2 separate regions of the Mus musculus genome follow, and region 1 is linked to region 2. A link is a contact called in public promoter capture Hi-C data. All regions are on one chromosome and are shown on one strand. Each heading gives the region's core, a stretch centred on a gene start, on an enhancer-like site or on the middle of the called end of the contact. The rest is flanking DNA. Distances are from core to core; before and after follow the strand shown. Region 1 overlaps Dock10 (dedicator of cytokinesis 10). Region 2 holds the start of Cul3 (cullin 3).

What was found. Promoter capture Hi-C pulls out the DNA fragments that hold promoters and counts their contacts.
Region 1: a promoter capture Hi-C map of the HPC-7 cell line shows a contact between it and region 2. The contact joins the enhancer-like site here to the promoter of Cul3 in region 2. A contact is called at or near these places in 3 of 39 promoter capture datasets (the C10 cell line, the HPC-7 cell line and pre-B cells), 3 of 115 datasets of contacts at active chromatin or transcription factors (the 230-238 cell line, effector CD8 T cells and memory CD8 T cells) and 1 of 9 other capture datasets (liver).

The regions. Positions count from the first base shown.
Region 1 is chr1:80,721,400-80,724,784 of GRCm38.p6, forward strand. The region is part of intron 1 of Dock10 (dedicator of cytokinesis 10); the gene reads right to left. Among named protein-coding and RNA genes, the nearest start is that of Dock10, 35 kb to the right of the region's middle. Within about 2 kb of position 1,457, at least 29 of the 459 cell types and tissues checked have an H3K27ac peak or open chromatin away from gene starts, as enhancers often do. A contact at or near this core is called in the HPC-7 cell line, where this site is marked.
Region 2 is chr1:80,338,442-80,342,347 of GRCm38.p6, forward strand. It overlaps Cul3 (cullin 3), which reads right to left and starts at 2,249. Exons shown (of 16, transcript NM_016716.5): 1 at 1,805-2,249. The coding sequence starts at 1,870. It overlaps Gm39667 (a long non-coding RNA gene), which reads left to right and starts at 2,472. Exons shown (of 2, transcript XR_865570.2): 1 at 2,472-2,709; 2 at 2,787-3,906.

The DNA of each region.
Region 1 (3,385 bases), core at 207-2,706, 380 kb after region 2:
CCTTGGATCATCCTTCAGACTGCATCCTGTCTGATGTCACATGGCACTAAAGCAATTAGTGTTAGACTCACAAGTGACCTTGAGATAGAAACAAAGAGGATTGTCAAGGCAAAAAGAATGTGACTTTCAATTTTATACACCTTTTGTTCAAAAACACAGTGTCTCTAAGGAAGACTTATGATGAGCCTTTTGAAGCCACAAGAGCTATGTCTTTTCAGCTGTAAAACAACATTGAAATCATCCATTTCTCTCTCTCTCTCTCTCTCTCTCTCTCTCTCTCTCTCCCCCTCACCCCCCCCCCACAAGTTTTGCACATCATAGAAAACTGACTTCAGTTTCATTGATGCATTTTCTAATCATCTCTTGCTGGCATTTAAAAACTCAAAGGAAGATTCATGAATGTTAAAGTTCTCTTAGCATCTAGAAATAAATGCTTTGTTCAGAACAATCCTTGGAGAATCATAATTATTATCAAAGTCCTTCATGAAAAACTTCAAGGAGAACACTTCAAAACTGGAAGAAGTGACGGTATCATCCTGAGCATTTCCTGTTCTTGATTCACGGACAGCTATCGTGCCACACTTGTCAGAAGGCCAAGAGAATTTTTAACATGTTCACAGTGTCTCAAGGATGTCCATGTCATTATCAGGGCTGGATAAAGGGGCTGAGATGTGCCAGCTAGTGCCTCTATGCCTTCCTCTCTGAGAAAGGCATAGATAATTCAAGCTATTACTAAGGAGAAAAGCCAACCACTAGCAGCTGTGTTCATTTGCTTCAAAATGTGCTAATTGGAGAGCTCGCCTACTGAAAATGGTTTAATGCTATCTCATGTAAACAACAGGCAGATGAGGACTTTTATGGGCACTGGAGTTATCTTCAGAGTTTTAATCACTGAACTGTGGAGAGATAATATTTCATTCTATTCCAATTGTCATAGCTACCACAAACAGGGTGTCATACTCAATATAAACTGATTGTTTATATTTTGAATGGATAGAGAAGTCCTGGACCAAGTCACTGGTAGATTTAGAGTCAGAAGAGGGATCTGCCTTCTAGGTTACACATGTTAACATCCAAGTTCTCATTTGCTGGAAACAGCTGCCTCAGGCTTGAGTCCATTGATAAGGACTATGCTGCCCTCTAACAACTGGACTCTCATTCCCTCGATCTTTCTGGTTTCACTGCTTTGGTGTTAAGATTGCAACATTTGAATTCTAAGAAGGATAGAGAACTTTTGGACCACCATGGCTATAGAGGGCCAGTCAGTTCAGTCAAGAGGTTTAGATGTGGTGTCTAAGAAGCTATCTGCTGTTGGCCATGTGTGTTGGATAACTGTTATGGGGTAGAAAAATGAAGATAATAAGTTCTTTAAAGACGAGAGGCTCAAGCTTCAGAAGCAAACAGCCTTAGAAGGTAACTCTGCTGGCATTTTCCACATAAGCATCGCCCCCTGGTGTCCACGCAGAGAGGACGCTTCAAGAGCTGTCTTGTAAGAAGGAAGTAATGCTATCCCTAACACCATTTACCCATGTTCTCATTTATCCAGGTCTTAGTCCCTAACTGCACTGCTGATAAAGGCAGCTACAGCATGCAGCATCAAGCATCATACTGAGTTTAAGACAAAAAGCTTCTCCTACTTCTGAGTGTCCATTATTGACAGACATATCATTAATATTTTCCTGGCAGGGATTTCATTAATTTTTCAGTTCTCCTGAACAAATGAGAATATTGAAACACATTGTTTCAGAGGCTACTGGTTACACTGAAAATGGCTACACGATATCTCAGGAGGATGTTCAGACACTCAGCCAGTCAGTCATTTATATCCACAGATGGAGAGGAGTGACAGACCCTGCTTCTCACAGCTTCCTGGACTGGAGGAGTTAAGATTGTCCTAGATTCTCAGTACTCACTGAAGAATTGGAATGACCAGATCCGTGTGGTCTGCACCAAGTGGACAGATAACAACTGACAACAACGACAATGGCAAAGACGATGACACAATGGTGAGGACCACATGACCATGATGATTACATCATAGCCAAAATCCCTGTCAAAGTCAGATCAAGGATTTATAAACTATGGGGGAAAGAGCATCATCTTTCTTTTGTTTCAAACATTCCAAACGGAGTCTCAGAGATGCTTCTCTGTGAGTCACAGTAGAGCTTCCTGTTGAATGCAGCCTGTTCTCTCAAAAGTACGTGTCATAATGGCAATATTAAGAGATACTTAATAATCATGAAATGATGACTAGCAGTTCTCAAGCTCCCAATATCCTCCCACTCCCTTATTTAATCTGCAACACAAATACATTGTTATTACTATAGTAGGCTGAATGGTACCCTATCCCTCAAGACATGCCACCTTCAAATCTCTAGAACACAGAATGGGTCCTGTTTTCAAAAACACAGGTATTTAGAGAGAAGCCATAGGTCTGAAAGTAAGGACATGCTGGATCACACAGAGCAAGAGACAGAGAGTGAAGAGACAGAAGAAAAAAAAACACACAACAACAACAAAAAGCCTTTAAAAGATGTAGGCAGACCCTAGAGTCATATAGTCCAGTCCCCAAATATCTGGTGCTGCTACTACATACTGGGAGAGGCATCACAGACCTGCCCCAGAGATAGAATAGACTTACTGCTTTGCTTTCAGACTTTGGCTTGTGACAAGGCAAATTTCAGATATTACAAGTCACGTGGTAGTCATCTGCACTAGCAGCTCAAGGAAACTCATGCATTCTCAAAGTTGAGAAAGCTGAGGCTCAGAGAGTTTGAGGTAACTTCCCAGAGCTGCGCAGCTAAGCATTCATGTGTGGAAAATAGGGTCATGTTCTAACTGATAGTTTTCCTTACTCCCCCTGTGTTCCAATGACAAGGCCACAGGTTGGCTTCCCAGTCTGCAAAGCATCTGTTTACCTAACAGGGAAGCAAGAATGCTGAATGTGTGCTGAGGCAGAGTTTCAGGGCAGCTTCATCCTGCAACTTTCTGCCTTGAGAATCAATTTTTGTTTGCATTAAAAGAGCCATTAGAGTCTATACATCAGCAATTTCATTCATGTGTGGCCTAGCTTCTCAACTAAGGGATAAGACTGTTCTATACTTGGCCCCCAACGGGCCTGTTTTATTCCTCTAATCATAAGTATAATCGTCTTTACTCATGCTGGGCAATAATACAACGGAGGATGAACATTAAGTTAAACATAAAAAGAGTCTCAAATCAATCAAAGCATCTCATGAAAGTAATTTTAGAAAGGAGAGTAAATTACAGTAGATTTGGAAGGGAACTGAAAGCTGAGACCTCACATTCCTGCTAGGAAAAAATAACCTTCAAACTATTGCACCATGAGACAAAAATTTCAACACCCTCCAGCGGAGTAGGTTAA
Region 2 (3,906 bases), core at 999-3,498:
ATCTTCATTCAGCTAATGGTACAAAATTCTCTTCCTGCTTCTAATCCCTAATGCTAGCTCCAGAAACCACTGATCTTTTCCTTTTTCACATCTACTGCTAAGTCCTAAAGCTCTAGGAATAAACAGTGCCTGCATACAGTACTCAGTATATGGGGAGAGGAAAACAGGTTCAAGTAGAGAAACCTAGAGGTCAAAGAGCTGCAAACACAGATAAAGGTAGAACCGGTTACTCTGAAAAATATTAACTGGTCAAATATAAGCTCTTTCACATTTTACTAAACAACAAAGAAACAACAGAACCAAGAGTAAATATTTCCTAGAAAAATCAGTGTCATAGTTGATTAAAAAAAAATTAAAACATAAAAAACAACCATGTCTGAATTCGCTTAAAAAAAAAGAGGGAAGGATGTGGATTTGACAATCACTTGGGTGGTTGATTAGGTAGGGAAATTATTCAAGTTCATAAACCTGGCTCACTGTCCAATTACAAAGGAAAACATAATAGTTACCTTTATTGGCACTGTGTTTCTAGCATTTCTCACTTTCTGGTGTAATCTCTTATTTACTTAAAAAAATCGTTCATAATGCAATTATTATTAAAGTATCTCGTCCTCCTGATTATACCCTACATGTTAACATAGAGCCCATTTATTTACATAAAGGTGCAAGTTTTTACATGCTGACAATATGTCCCTTGCAAAGTCACAATTCTGCATCGCTTGTACACTTCTTTGGGATGAGGAATTCAGAGGCCCTCAAGTTCTCCAAGGCAAAGTTACTTAACTCAGACAATACTATCGTGGTCTTTCATTCCTCACAGCAAAGGGTACTTCAGGAAAAGCCTGTTCAAAAAGTGATGACAAAGGCCCCCTTCCCCTCCCACACGACAGAATGCTTATGAGTCTTAGAAGGGAAAAACAACCTCCCTCCGTTTTACTTTTACAATTCTGCTCCACTGATGGCTTGTCTATTTGACATTTACCTGTCACTGTAGCGACACGAGCAAGTACGTCCAGTTTGTTACAACAGGACATTTTAATTGCCTGCCACTGGCTATCTGATCGAGGCATGACATCCAAAGTTACATACTACTCCATCTACTAAACACCGCAAGCCTATGACTCAACGTAACGCCAAGAGGAAAAGTTTCTGAAGAGCAAATGTTTGCTGTCGCTAAAAACGTACAAGGTAAAACAAGTCTGAGTGGCAACTATTCTTGGGGACCTCCTTGACTAAGACACGGAAAAGCTGTGCCTGGCCCTCCAAGAAGTGGAGGGGCGATTCTGAACCGGAGTGGGTCAAGCGCTTAGGAAGCTTTGCAGGATCAAGGATGCTATAAATACTATGCTCCTAGTGTTTTGCCAGTGGGCATTTCTAGCATCTCTGTCAGTGAGTGGGGCAGTGGGATGGCAAGACCGCCCCTGACTACGGAGTCGAGCAGAGGTGGACAGTCCTCCCCACCGCCGTAAAAGCCGAGCCGGCTCCTTCTGGAAACCGCACGCTAAAAGTTACACACACGCCCCACGCGACGGGTGCGGCGGCCACAGCGCGCATCCCCTCAGGGCCGCGGCCCCCGAGGCCCGAGCGAAGGAGGCCCCGGGGCGGCCGGGGCGCGGGGAACGGCCCCGGAGGTGGCCGACCCGGCCCCGCGCCGCCCCGTTGCCGGGAAGCCTCGCGCTCCGCCACCGGCGGCGGCCGTGGGGGGAGGGGAGGCCGGCTGCGGCCTGTTGGCGGAGTTCAGCCCCGGCCTCGCGTGCGGCTCCGGGCCGCGGCTCCCGGTCCCGGGCGCCGAGGACCGACTCACCGGAAAGGCCCGGATCCGCATCTTGGTGTCCTTCCGGCTGCCCGTGCCTTTGCTCAGATTCGACATGGTGCTCGGCCCCTCCCCGGCGGCGGCGCTGACGGCGGCGGCGGCTGCGGCTCGCACTCGGAGGCGCCGGTGTCACATTGAAGGCGGGAGGGCAGCCGCGGGGCTCGGCGGGGGGCGGCGGCGCGGCCCCCGGGCTGGGCTGGGCGGCGGGCCGGCCCCTGGGCGGCCGCGGCGGCGGGGGCGGCGGCTCGGGCTCGGGCGGCTCGGGCTCGGCCGGGGGCTGCGCTGGCGCGGCGGCTCCGCGGGCTTCCCCTCGCGCCGGGCTCGGCTCCCTTTATCGCGCTCCTCCGCGATGGCGGCGGCGGCGGCGACGGACAAACATCTCACTGCGCAGGCCGAACGTCCTCCTCCTCCTTCTCCTCCTCCGCCTCAGCGAGACGAGATCCGGCCCAGAGGGTGGAGGGGGGAGGAGGGAGGGAGGAGAGCGGAGAGTGGAGAGATGGGGGAGGGGGCGGGAGGACGGGAGGGGAGGCGGGAGGCCGCGGCGGGCACGTCAGATCTCGCGAGATCGGGGCGGGCGCGCGGTCGGGGGCGGGGTGGGGCGAAGCCCGGGAAGGGAGGGCGCAGGGAGAAGTGGGGTCTGAACGTGGTGGGGAGGGGGGAGAGGGGTGGATTAAGGAATGGGCGTAGTCAGCGCCCTGGGGGGCGGGGCCTGGTGCAGGAGACGTAGGCTGCGTTTTCAAAAGAGGAGCGTCGGAGACCCCAGTAGGCTGAGGTGGCTTCTGATTGGTGGAGCGCGAAGGTGGTGGGTCACGTGGGTAGTGGGCGGGGGAATTTCCGGAAGGGGGAGAGGGGAGTGTTGTGTTGTGGGCTGGCGGGGCTGAGCTTGGCCCTAGTAGGTAGGTAGTCCTGGGAAAGGGCGTGGGGTGCGAGGAGGAAGGTTCTACGTCCTAGAACTGCTCCTGTGTTTTTCTAGGGCACGTGGCCTAGGGATGGGTACTTGAGCCCAGCCAGAAACTTGAAAGCAGGGTTTGTGCTTGAGTTACCTGCAGACTGCGAAACCAGTGTCCTGTTTTTAGCTAGGTGTTGCAGCGCCTCAGAATCAACCCGGCCTTCTTACACTGTACAAGCTCCTGGGTTTGTTCATTAGTTGATACCTTCTGGAGGATCCAGAGCCCACTAATGTTAAAACCCGGTTTTTGTTTGTGCCGAAATAAAACAAATGCCTAATATACTACAATATTGTGTTAAACATACGACCATTTCCAAGAACAGTATAGATCATTAAAACCAAAAGCACTGTGAAATTAAGTTTGCTGTAGGTTTGGAGACATTTTTCTATTTGTTCGGGGACTCTTATCCTATAGTCGAAATGTCCAATTCGACTGCTTTTGGCTTCTAATTCAGTATGAATCCTACATCTACCTTGCATACTTGCTCATTTGCTGTTTCCAACGCCCCTGGGAAATCTGAGATTCTCCCAGTTTTGGATCTTCCCATTTTGAGTGAACTGTTGTTGGGATTAGCACCTACAATTGAAATTGGTGGCCCATGACCTTAATCCCAGCATTTGGGAAGCAGAGGCAGGTGGATTTCTGAGTTCGAGGCCAGCCTGGTCTACAGAGTGAGTTCCAGGACAGCCAGGGCTACACAGAGAAACCCTGTCTTGAACACCCTTCACACACCCCCGCCCTCCAAAAGGGAAAACTTGATAAAGCTTGTTTATTTATGGTTGAATTGACCCTAAATTATTTGTAATGACTAAGCTTAGAGAGTTAAGCTAAAAATAAAATATCAAGAATGGGTTAAGTAAAACAAGGAAGGGCTCTGATGAATATAGTGAGTGATGCATAGTTGTTTATAACTAGTATGCTAATTGATTGCCATTTCCATAATTATCAGGATATAAAACCTTTTTCTATTGGCTGTCCTATCATATGGCTCTATTTCTTATTACAATATACATTTTAAGCCATTGGCTTTAATCTAAGCTCTGCCACTTTATCAGCTTTCCCGAAAGAACTGCATGTTCTCTCTCATGAGAAAAAGCCAATAGTATTTGTAATATGCAGTCAAAGATGCATGTGGGTATGGAG